Linked DNA regions of Dromaius novaehollandiae: region 1 is linked to region 2. Evidence: chromatin contacts called from public Hi-C data. All regions are on one chromosome and are shown on one strand. Each heading gives the region's core, a stretch centred on a gene start, on an enhancer-like site or on the middle of the called end of the contact. The rest is flanking DNA. Distances are from core to core; before and after follow the strand shown.

Region 1 (6,216 bases), core at 1,388-3,887, 120 kb before region 2:
TAAATACAGAATGAGTTCTGCCATCGTACACCTACCTTTTGGGTTTAGCATGCCATAACCCATTCATGATTTAACCTAACAATGTCTCAGGAAGCACAGGAAATCATCTTAAAAATTACTTTTTTTGCTTTAACATTTATTCCTTAGATCTCATTTCTCAGTTTTGGGTGGAAAAAAAAGTGGTCAGAAAAGGGAAGGAAAGATAGTACAGACAGTACACAATAGAACAGGGACAAATCACGTCCTCTCCTGTTGTGCCCATGAGCCCTAAGGTACTCTACAGATTCTTTCTCCTTTTCTCTCAATATCGACAAGAGTATTCACATCTGGTTCCTAAACTACACCTTAAAACATTGTTATATACAAGCCACATCATTGTCTGTCTTTAGCTGGAAAGACTTTGCTACCTATCCTTAACATTAGGTAAAATCCTAAGGTGAGCCCTTGCTTCCACCCCGTATTCTTGCACTGCAAGGAAACAGCTTAGCAGCCTGAATATAACATACTTATAATTCTAATGAATAACAGAACAAGATGTACTTTTCTTTAACATGTAATAACTGCTGTAAGTTAGAGACTATTATTGGGGAGTATCTCTTTCATTAAATGACAGTATTGGCTGGCCATTGGCATAGTTTGAGTTTTACAGTTGGGCCTACATACTATAAAGATGGATAAAGCATAAGTCAAAAAGCAAAGTAAGCATATTATCATAAATTGTATGCCATTAACCCTCACACTTACCACACAGATTTACCAGTACAGTCACTGGAAGAAGATGAATATATTCCCCAAAGTTATGCATACTTATGTGTATTGTTAAAAGTGGTCAAATTACTTCACATAATGCACTTGTTTCCTTCCATCTTTTCTTTATATTTATCTATTTGTTAAAAGACAAGTATCCTTTCTAAAGCCCATCACGGAAACACTAGAAAGAGGACGGCACGCCACTTACAGTATGAATGAACTTTAGTGAAAGTTGAATTAAGTTGAGGAATTCCCATCTCTATTTGTTGTCCATTATCTGTGTAAACTGTGTTCCAAAAAACTGTTTGCAACGTTACTGCAGTGAGAAAATATAAGTGAAATTAGTGACTGAAAAGGGAAAGAAAATCAGAAAGTTAAAGTGCTAAATGTGGTTAAAGTCATTTCTACTTAGGAAACAAATACATCCTTCTATCCCACAGCCAGATACATACATTTACTCATTTGCAATGTTTGTTCATCCTGAACAAAAACATTTTTATTATAATAGTGATTAGTACTGCCTTTCATGTCTAAAACATGCATGAACTTCTAGAGAATCTGTCTGCTTTACAGTCAAAATTATCATCCGTCATGAGGAAAGAAAATCTCCAGTTACAAAGCCTCCTCTGTCATGGTTCCCTGGAAGTTTGACTTTACTCTTCTGCAAACTCCAGTGCCAGGCAAAGGTAAATCTTCAGTATCGCTCCAGATTTGTGTTCCATAAATATATAAAAACATTAATAAATTAATAAAAAGATGAACTAATTAACCTAAAAGAAAATGCTAGAACTACCAATGTTATTTACATTATCACTTAGAAATAAGACTATCATTTATAATATTTTTTGGTGACATAAACATTTGTTCTGCTATTACCTACCTTAATGTGAAACTGGAGAAATTTTGCTTGATAAATATGTAAGTTACACAGCTTTATTCATCTTGCCGTGAAGCACGTTTCCCAAAACTGGGTTTTATTTTGTAACGTCTTACAGTGACCTCCTCAGTGACTCATAAAATATATTCTTATGTTCCCTATGGTAATAGCATTTTTCTTCCTTTCTTCAGCAATGAATCCCAAATTGCCTTTCATTGCAGTAAAAGGGTATGCTTTGCGTTAAAATGAGGAAGTAAAACGAGGAAAGGGTGTGAGGAATTAGACAAAAACAAGAACCACAAGCTGTTGGGCAAGAGTCTGCAATCTCCTTGTTTAATGACGTATTTCACACGAGACGGCCGCAGCCAGCAACTTACGGGAAAATTGTGTACACACCTCTTAAGCTTCCTTTAGCCCGTTTCATGTAAACACAGATAGACTTGGGATGCGAAGTGGTATCTGAAAAGCCAAATCTCAGTTGCTTAATTCTGCAGCCACGCACTTCACTCCGGGTTTAGCTTCGGCTTGTTTTGAGGAAGGATTAAACTTTCTACCAAACCAAGCAAGTCCTGCTCGGACGCCAGCGCAGCGCCCACACTCAGGCGCGCTCCCCTCGCCTCAGGGCAACCGCCACCCCGCCGCCCCCGCCCGCCCGAGCCGCCACCATTTCCCGCGGCGGCCGGCCGCGCTCGCCTCCCCTCCTCCCGCCGCTCAGCTCCCCGCAGGCAACGGCGGCGAGCTGGAGGCCTGCGGCTCCGCTGGGGGCTGCGGCCCTGCGGCGGGGGGGCGCCCCGGGGCCCGGCACACAGCTGCTCCCGCGCTCGAAGCGAGCCGCCGCTCCCCGCCGTGGAGGGGCGATAATGGCGGCCAGGGCGGCCCGCGGGCGGCGCTCGCAGCCCGGGCAGCTCCCCGCGGAGGGCCAGCGCTCCCGCCCTCCCTGACAGCCCCCTCGCAACGGGCGGCCCCTCCGAGGGACTCAGCGCACCCTCCTTTCCCCGCTGCCTCCTCCCTCTGTCCCTCCCCGCCGCCCGGCCCGGCCGGCCCGCGGCTGCCGGCCTCCTCCCCCCGCTGCTGCCGACGTGGCGGGGCGGGGAGGGGAAGGCGAGGAGCGGGGGGCGCGCCGGCAAGGGGACTGCTGAGCGGTAAGGCGCAACGGGATTTCTGCTTCTGCCACTCTCGAAACTGCCTGCGGGCTTCTCGCAAATTCCTCTGCCCCAGAGAAAAAACAAGAACAGCGAAAAGGGAAGCTGTGGTCACCGGCGGCCCGAGGGGGCGGCGCGCGGGCTGCTCCCCCTTTATCCGCCGAGCGCAGGGCAGGTGGCGGCGGGCCGGGGGCTCCCGGGCGGGGCGGCGGCAGCGCGCGGACCCGGTCCGTAGGGCTCCGCAGGCGCCTCCTCTCCGCTGCCCGTGCCGGCACCGCCGCTGGCGGAGCGGCGCCCCGTGACAGCGGGCGTCGAGCGAGGGGGCGCGGGGCGCGGGGCGCCGCGGGGAGTCACCCCTTCGCAGGCAGAAAAAGCGGCTATCCCGCCCGGAGGCGCTCCTTTGTGCTTGGAGGTGCCCGTCGGCGCTTGGCTTTGCTTTCGAGGCGGGGTTGAGCCCGGCAGGCGGCTGCCGCGCCTCGGGGTGCGGGTCGGCAGGTGTCAGTGAGCCGCGGCGGGGGCAGGGGTCGGCGGGAGGCCGCTTGCCCGGCCCGGCCGCCCGCTGCAGCCAGGGTGCTCACGTACAGCTGTCTGCGAGGCCGGTCGTGACACACTCCCCTTGAACCGTGCAGAATAATTCCCTCAGCAGAGTTTCCTGAGCTGATTCACATCCGGAGAGTCCCACGAACGACAGCTTGAACGACACCTTACCCCGTGTTCAAGAAGACGGATTTCTGGTTTTTAACTGATTTGGGGATTTGCTTTGTTACGTGCTTTGCTCCCGCGAGAGCCATGTAACAGAGAACTGTTGGCCTTGAGGGTTTTCTAGTATACGGCCCAGTCCCACAAACAATTATGCACACGTTTGTAATTGGTGCGCATGTTAAATTATGCGCTCTTTGGAGAATTTTCCTCATGGTGTGTCTGTTCTTCCTCAGATCTTATCCTGATGCAGATGTATATCCTGAAGCTATATATATACACACATACTCTCAGGATTTATAGATTTTAGTAGAAGTTGCTCACATCTGACAGTGGAATTTGGTTTACAGACAGAAAAATTTTGTTTAGGCAATGCTGCCCATCATGCAACAAGCACTGTTAAAACAATGGCAGTATTTACCTGTATTTTAAGCATTTGTTTAGTATTTGCTATATTTGTAATGGAACGCTGCAAATACTTGTGGCAGATGTAAAGATTCTGACTTGTAAACACGTGTCTTTTAAAGGTAATTCAGTTACGGTGTAAACTGAAGTAATATAAGTAGCATCAAGTGCTTACTTATTTATGTCTCTTATTCAGTGATCCTGAATGCTATTCTTGGGAACCGTTCAAACAGCTGATCTACATTCAAATTAGATAAGCTGCTAAAGCCACAGATGTGCCTGCTTCTATAGACTTTAATAAACTACGCTAATTTAAATCCATCTTTCTCAGGAGGAGTTCTTCTAAATCAGTTTTACACTTTGCTTCTTGCCTTTTTTTCTATTCCTCAATCTCTTTTAGAGCCCCAGTCCTTCCTAACAGGTACAAAGCTTTGGACCATATTTAATTCATATGGAAGTCAATGAAAAGACATGATCTACAGAGAGAATTGCTCGAGTTTTGCCATGCAACTCTGCATATAGACAAGACCTTGCAGTGACAGCTCTCTGTCAAGGGTTATCTTCTGAGTACAGTGCCAGGCATACTATTGTTGCCAACAAGTAAGTAGTAGTAATCACTGTACAGTATTCCTGTTGGACTCTGCCAGTGCTGCTCCTTAATCAGCTGCAGCACTTGCTCAGAGGCCATTTCTTCCCTTCGTGGATTCTCAGCCAACTGAGAATTTGAATATTCTCAAATTATGTGCTTTCTCCATTATGTTAATGTCAGCACAGTTGTAGTCACATACTTTTATTGACTCTCTGTCATCCTCTTCTCCATCAGTCATCAGGCTATAGGAGCCTCTGTATTTGGAAGTGATGAAAATGAGACCAAGAGCTGCTTGGTCATTGTATTCCAGTGGCATTGCAGGTCAGATGGTCCTTGTTCCCCAGTGGCCACATCTAAAGAACACAGGAATTAATTTTGTGGAAGCTCTCATATTTGACTTCTCCAGACAAATGAACATCCTTTCTCCCTCACCAAACTTTATCTTGGAAAACAAAAGAATATTGCTGCTCTTCATACTGGAGTGTGATCCTGCAAGGTGAATGGAGTACTCGAGGTATAATTATGGTATTACCAGGCAAGATGCATGTGCCACAGGGCTCTATGCTTCAGGAGACCTTACGCCAAGGCTCCCCCCCTTTTTTTTCAGCAATAGCTTGTGGGAAACACTTCATATTTTGGGTTCATTCAAAGGCTCATGGAATTTAGAAAGACTAATTTATTTTCTATATTCAGAATTGAAAATGTCTGAAGACATACATGATGGCATCCCATCTGAAGAGAAACCCGAAGTAATGGAAATGCCCAGCAACGATGTATTGCCTCACGACACAGTGCCACACCTTGTGGAAGCTGGGATCTTGCCTGCGCCTTCACAAGATGGAGGTGAACAGGCCACTCAGTGTGCCAGTAAGGGACAGGAAGGAGACATATTTATTATTGAAAATCCTTTGACTGAAAAAGTAATTGAAAGTCTGCCTTCCAATGGAGAGGTGACTGAAAACATGCCCGCTGAGTGCAATGAGACTGTAAGCCTTGATGCTGAATCTGAATCTGAGGAAACACTACATGAGCAAAGCAGTCCAGTAAGTAAGATTTTCTTTTCCAGAAAAGCTGCCTTCCCTGCCCTATAAGGAGAATAGAATTTTGTAAAATGTACATAATGTTTGCAGTGGTTACCACTGTTTTATGTATATAAAAACTTAGGGAATTGTATGCAGGGAGCCTACATGGGAATAAAATTAATTAAATTGCAATGCCAAGCTTTTGGAAACTAGGAAGAGTTGGATGTCTTTTCACCAGTATGATATAAATTTGGTCTTTTTAGCCTGGATGCAATAAAACCATGTCAGAGCCTAAGTCTTGTTAAGAATCTAGTCCATTTTGTAAAGATACACAATACTCCAGTGATTTTGTTATCTGGTTATGTACTATTAATTCTCTGTACAGATCCCCTGCTTTCTTCACTTCGCAGAATGGACCTGAAAAAGGGCAGAACTTAAGTTACAACTGCAGTACTAAATCTTGTACTTTCTAATTGCATCTGCAGTACTAAATCTTTTACTTTCTAATTTTCAAATCATGGAGTTCACAGCCTAAATAGTGTGTATTTCACAGGACTCTGTCAAACTGGGGACCTTTGTTCTAGGCCAGTGGTTTTCAATTTGTGATCCTCAGACCTGTGGGAGTCCTTTGAGTAACTATAAGAAGTTCATAGAAGAAAACTAACAAAAATAAATTTTTTACAGTCTACATAGCATTCAATATACCTGACATTGCTAAAAGAGGTTCACATC
Region 2 (5,922 bases), core at 1,677-4,176:
TAGGTGTAGTTTCGAGAGCATGCAGGTTTTTTGGGTGCCAAAACCATATTAGACTGCATTTCTTTTTAACCAAGGTGTATTAATTTCATAGATTGAGACCCTGTGCTATCAGAAAACTTCTCTACAGGTTGGGAGGGGGGATTAGAAAAAAGGTCGATAGTGCTTTGGTATTACAAAACTCATACATATGCACATAGTGTTGCTTTAGAGTCTTAGTCCCCCAAATATTTAATATGAGTTTTCTGTAAGAAAAATAAATTGGAAGTCTGATTTGATCATGTTTTTTTATAAGCTTCAATTTTCAGTGCATGCTCCTGAAATTTTGAATCCTGAATGTGTAGAAGTCCTTACTGTTGTAAATATTCTTAACTTTTGGTCCAGAAGCAATCAGCATCAGTAAGGCTTATAAAATTTGATATAGTAATCATATCTCCCCCCTTCCCCTCCCCCCCCAATAACATAGCAGCTATGACAAAGTCCAGTTTAGGACAGTAGTAATTCACTGATTCTTAAAGCTGTGTGCAAGTTTATGGCATTGCATGCTGACCGTTGAAATATTGCTTTTAGTTTACTATTTTATAATCATGAAGTGGCACTATGAAATGATAAAAGCAGTAAGTGGTGTTTTGTGTTAAGAGAAAAACTAATGGGAAGTACTGAAAGCAGTGAATGCAAATTAAGTTCCTACTGGTAATGTACATGAGAACATTTTAATTTGGTATTTTAAATAGAATCAAAACATTAGCCAATTAGAGAAATACTGAAAAAACCAGGCTGAGTTTCCTTGAAAGTCTTTACTGAGGGATTTTGTTGAAAGTATTTTGGAATTCTCTGTGTATCTGTTAATTCTGTTCTCTGTCATAGTTTCTATTGATTTGCCTGATACAGAGATGTCAGGCTTAGCATAAGTATGTAATTATCTGCATCTCTTCTGGAAACATGGATGTTATATTTGCCACCTTTTAGACCTAAGGCAGTTTTAAGCCAGAGCTATACACGCCATAGTAGTGCAGCTATTTCATTGTAAGTTTCTTCAGTACTCCTGATGCCTGATCTCACAGCATTTTTGTACCTGTTACCAGTTGGCAGACGATACTTACAATGCGCTTGAATGTTGCAATGGCAAGTATGAGGCATTTGCCTGTTCCTGTTTGTTCTTTTAACTCTCAAAGTCCCATTCTGGGACATTCCAGGCTTTGCTTGCTTTTTTTTCTGTTAGGCCATACTAAATGTCTTGCAGCTCAAAAAAAAAAAAAAAAAAAACCCAGACATCTAGTCTTTCTAATAATTACGGTTGGGACACTTAACCTAGTGTTTTTCCTATAATCTGACAAATATGGAATACAAAAGCCTCCAGAATTTTTTCATTTAAAAAGTGTTAATAGTGGTCTTTATTCAGCTTGTATTTTATTTAAGTCAATTTAAAATTTTAACACTTGTTCAAATTTGCTAGCATTTATGATCTTAAAATATGTCACAAAGGTATGTAATAATCGATATCATACTGTGGGTCAGTGACAGAGTCAAGAATGGAATCTGTATTAAAATCTCCAGCCTGATCTTGAAGTGTCTTTTATATACCACTGGTTTAGGGTGTTTCTGGAATCAGCCAGGTTAAACTGAGTTATATATCTGGAGTTGGGTTGTTCGTTTTTTTTTTTAAACATACTTGCAATGGTACTTGAACCTTAGGAGATTTTGTTTTCTTCCTTCGGAATATTAAGTGTAAATTGTCCATTAAAATGATGGCCTCCCCCCCACACCTTTATTTTTTGTATGTAATGGTCTATCTTAAAATGTGTTTTGTTCATTTTGTTTATTACTAGTTTGTCTTTACACTTATTCATATGACTTTTTTTTGAAATATATATGTTTTTAAATTAGACAATATACATTTCTGGATAAAATGTTTTCTTGTGATTTTATTTTTATTCTTCTTCTGGTTCATAGCAATTCAGCTTCTTTAATTTTCTTTTCCTTCTTTTTCCAGTTTCTGGCAGATATGGAAAATAATGCACTCTTTAGGGATGACATCGAATGTCAAAAACTCATTATGGAAGCAATGAAGTACCATTTGTTGCCAGAGAGACGACCTATGTTACAAAGTCCTCGCACCAAACCTAGAAAATCTACAGTGGGAGTGTTGTTTGCAGTTGGAGGAATGGATGCAACAAAAGGTATTGGTTTATATAACAATTAGTTGATAAGATTTTTTTTTTTAAAGAAATGCTTGATAAATGTTAATCTAGCATGCCAATTATAAAATTGAAAGATTCTACAGTATCAAGCATGAAACTTCAAAAATGTACACTGTTTATTAGGTTAAAAAATAGGTAGCACTGATAATATTGTAAGCACTATGGAAGCTTGTGTTACTGATTTTGAAATCAAGGGAGTATCTGGTTTCTGAGTAGTGAAATGTTGAATTGAATGAAAACTAATCTTTATTTATGTGATTGGGAAGTAATATGGAAAGGGAAGAAAATGACAGAAAACACAAAGATGGTGTGTGCATGTATAAAAACAAAAAATGCTTTTTGACTAATTTTTGAAGAGTTCTGTCAGAGCCACTCCGAATTTTTTTTTATAGAAGCTTCATACTGTAAATGTAATAGTAGTTAGAAGAAATCTGGTATTCATATACAAAGAATTAAGAACATGCTGAAGCTCTTGTGGGATCAGCATATTGCTAAAATAAAAACTATCCCGGTAATTCGGAGCAAACTTTTTTTTATAACTTACATGTGTTATCAATCAGGAGCTACAAGCATTGAAAAGTATGAACTTCGTACCAACATGTGGACCCCTGTTGCAAACATGAATGGACGCAGATTACAGTTTGGAGTTGCAGTGTTAGATGATAAATTGTATGTTGTTGGTGGCAGAGATGGACTGAAAACACTGAATACTGTGGAGTGCTACAACCCTAGAACAAAAACTTGGAGTGTAATGCCACCTATGTCCACACATCGTCATGGTCTTGGTATGTAGAGCTCTGTAAAGGTTGAATACTTATTTTTAAAAGGTTAGCTATTTTCAGATTGGTTAAAAAACATTTAAAAATTAAATTTTAGGGAAAAGATTAACTTTGTCTTAATGTTGACCTGTTGAACGCTTCCTCCCCCCCCCCCCCCCCAGACTATATCTAGCATTGGCTGCTAAAAGGAATTTTTTTTTTTTTTTTTTTTTTTTAAGTGCATGCTGGGCTGTGGGTAGGAGAATGTGATTCTCCCCTGCCCCCCCCACCCCCCCCAGGCCCATCTATCTTTCTTTTCTTTTTGTTAAAGGAGTAGCTGTATTGGAAGGTCCCATGTATGCTGTAGGAGGACATGATGGCTGGAGCTACCTGAACACAGTAGAAAGATGGGATCCACAAGCTCGTCAGTGGAACTTTGTAGCTAGCATGTCAACTCCAAGGAGCACTGTTGGGGTAGCAATATTAAATGGAAAGTATGTGAAGGCAACTTCCATTTTCTTTTTCATTATTTTAATGGAATTAGAGAAACATCCTAAATGACTGTATTTCTCTTGACAGATGTATGTTGAGAGCATAGTCTATTTACAGAAGAGATACCATATTGGGCCAAGCAAGCCTCCCCACAGCATCATAGCGCCCCTTGGTATCACTTACTTACAAGAAGCCATCTCTTCAGGGAGTTATTGAAGACATTAAACAGTATCAGCCCCGGTGTCAGCCTAGGAGGAACACTGCTAGGAACCAGCTGCCAGCTGGATTTTGTACTGCTGATCAGAGTATTTTGAGACCAGCAGTCCATCTAGTTTTCCACCAGCCTTGTAGTCCATTTATCTAAACTATTAGTATTATTGTAGCTGTGGCAGAATATTTACACTATCTGACTCCAAGAATCTAACTAGTGTTTTGGCAGCCAAACCTAATCTAAATACTATCATGCTCTTGACCACAAGTTTCCACTTCCTGCTTATGTATCCTCTGTGGCATTTGCCAAACCTCCCTTGAGCTGTTCGGATATTGTAAGCTAGCAAAAAGCTTGAGGTTCTTTTGTTTTTGTTTTTAAATGCTTCTACAAAGGGTCCTGTGAGATCTGGAGCAAGTGCAGGAATGAGTGGGAATGCTGACCTGGGTGAAGAACATGAACAACCAGCAAGCAGAATAGCTTTGGCTGCTGTGGAACTACAGTCTCAGATGCCTCGGTTAGGTCCTATATATATATAATTATATATAATTATATATAATAATTGGTAGGGAGTCCCAGGTGTGATACAAATCACCAGAATTAGAGCCTCACATTTCTCTATTATTATAGAGGATAGCCTGGACTCTTAACATAGGCAGCAACACTAGATGGCTATAGCTAAAACGCTTGAGTACTTCTCTGAAAACGCATGCGAAGTCACTGCATTGTAACTGTGGGACTAGTAACTTCTGCACTTTTTAGTAATGGTATGTCTTTAACTTGATATCTTTGAGATGATTTGCTCAAAATCTCCGTATACAGAAATGAATATATCCTTCTGCACATCCTGAATGCTCAATCACTGCATAAGTGATCAAAAATCTGTCATGTTTTAGGGGGCTGAGGGGTTCATTTAAATGCTGTGTTGTATAAAGAATTGATTTTTAGTCATAAACTTTCTGGAACTGCAACACAATTTTTCAAGATACTTCAGTACATTCCTTACCTTAAACAAGTTGTGTTCTTAAACATGGATACTTCCATAAAAGTGTCTATTTTTTTTTTAAGAGAGTATTAAAATTATTACTGAGAGCTACTAGGTCACCCATATTTACAACAGGTTTGCATTCAAGTTTGGTCACTACATTTTAAAAACAAACAAACAAAAAAAGAGTATTTCCCAAACTGAGGACATCTTGAATAGTGCTCTGTAGTAACTGTTACCAGATGTTCACACTGTCATCGTATACAGTATCTAATGCATATTTGATTATTTAACTATAATATATACTATAATCTGCCTCAGGTTCTGAAGGGAATTCATTAATGATATTTCAGGTCATCTCTCAAACTAGACTTGACTTCTGATGTGTTGCTTTCTTTTTTTAAAGTGCTTTCTGCATTACCTTTCAAAATAAGTGCTGGGCATGCAGTATTTCTGCTTCTAAGTGTACAGTGCTCATAAACATAAAAATAAATGCCCAGAATTGATCACATTCACTTATCTGATTATTTTTAAAGATTCCCAAGTGATGCAATGCTACTAATTCCAGTCTTTCTTCTACCCTTATTTTACAAAAAATTGAAATTCTTTGTTATTACAAAATGCCAGAAACCTTTGTATGCTAGAACTGAGCAAACTAGGCCACCTAGTGGATGTGAGGGAATTATCTAGAGCTACCATTTATAAACTGAAGCTCAAATCCATAAAAATACTTACATACCAACATTGACATAGGACAGAATTTTACATGCATAAATCCATTACTGAATTTGTCGCTATGACCCCACTAGAAACGGGCCTTGGATTGTCAAGTCACTTAGGTAATTTTGAAAATCTTAGCTATGTGGACAAGTTGGAACATAAATGGTGTTATAATCAATTAAAAATCAATAAATTATTCTTATTCTGTTTTAATTGTGACAATAGGAAAAGCCTGGAGCAAAATCTTATCTTCTGTCTGAGTTTTAGGAACAGAAAGTTCTATTGAAAGTTCTATTGAAAGTTCTATTGAAAGTTCTATTGAAAGTTCTATTGAAAGTTCTATTGAAAGTTCTATTGAAAGTTCTATTGAAAGTTCTATTGAAAGTTCTATTGAAAGTTCTATTGAAAGTTCTATTGAAAGTTCTATTGAAAGTTCTATTGAAAGTTCTATTGAAAGTTCTATTGAAAGTTCTATTGAAAGTTCTATTGAAAGTTCTATTGAAAGTTCTATTGAAAGTTCTATTGAAAGTTCTATTGAAAGTTCTATTGAAAGTTCTATTG

The links. Hi-C and Micro-C count contacts between places; a contact is called where the count stands out from the background.
Region 1: a contact with region 2 is called in a Hi-C map of liver, with 4 times the contacts expected there. The contact joins the promoter of FAM114A1 here to the enhancer-like site in region 2. A contact is called at or near these places in 3 of 4 Hi-C or Micro-C datasets (brain, liver and ovary).

What each region holds. Positions count from the first base shown.
Region 1 is chr4:63,178,433-63,184,648 of bDroNov1.hap1, reverse strand. It overlaps FAM114A1 (family with sequence similarity 114 member A1), which reads left to right and starts at 2,637. Exons shown (of 16, transcript XM_026093639.2): 1 at 2,637-2,769; 2 at 4,274-4,473; 3 at 4,697-4,958; 4 at 5,156-5,505. The coding sequence starts at 5,164. It overlaps LOC112979471 (toll-like receptor 6), which reads right to left and starts at 2,249. Exons shown (of 4, transcript XM_026093694.2): 1 at 2,024-2,249; 2 at 959-1,066. The coding sequence starts at 2,051.
Region 2 is chr4:63,060,390-63,066,311 of bDroNov1.hap1, reverse strand. It overlaps KLHL5 (kelch like family member 5), which reads left to right. Exons shown (of 14, transcript XM_064511285.1): 7 at 1,991-2,177; 8 at 2,759-2,983; 9 at 3,288-3,450. Among named protein-coding and RNA genes, the nearest start is that of WDR19, 13 kb to the right of the region's middle. Within about 2 kb of position 2,926, at least 2 of the 2 cell types and tissues checked have open chromatin away from gene starts, as enhancers often do.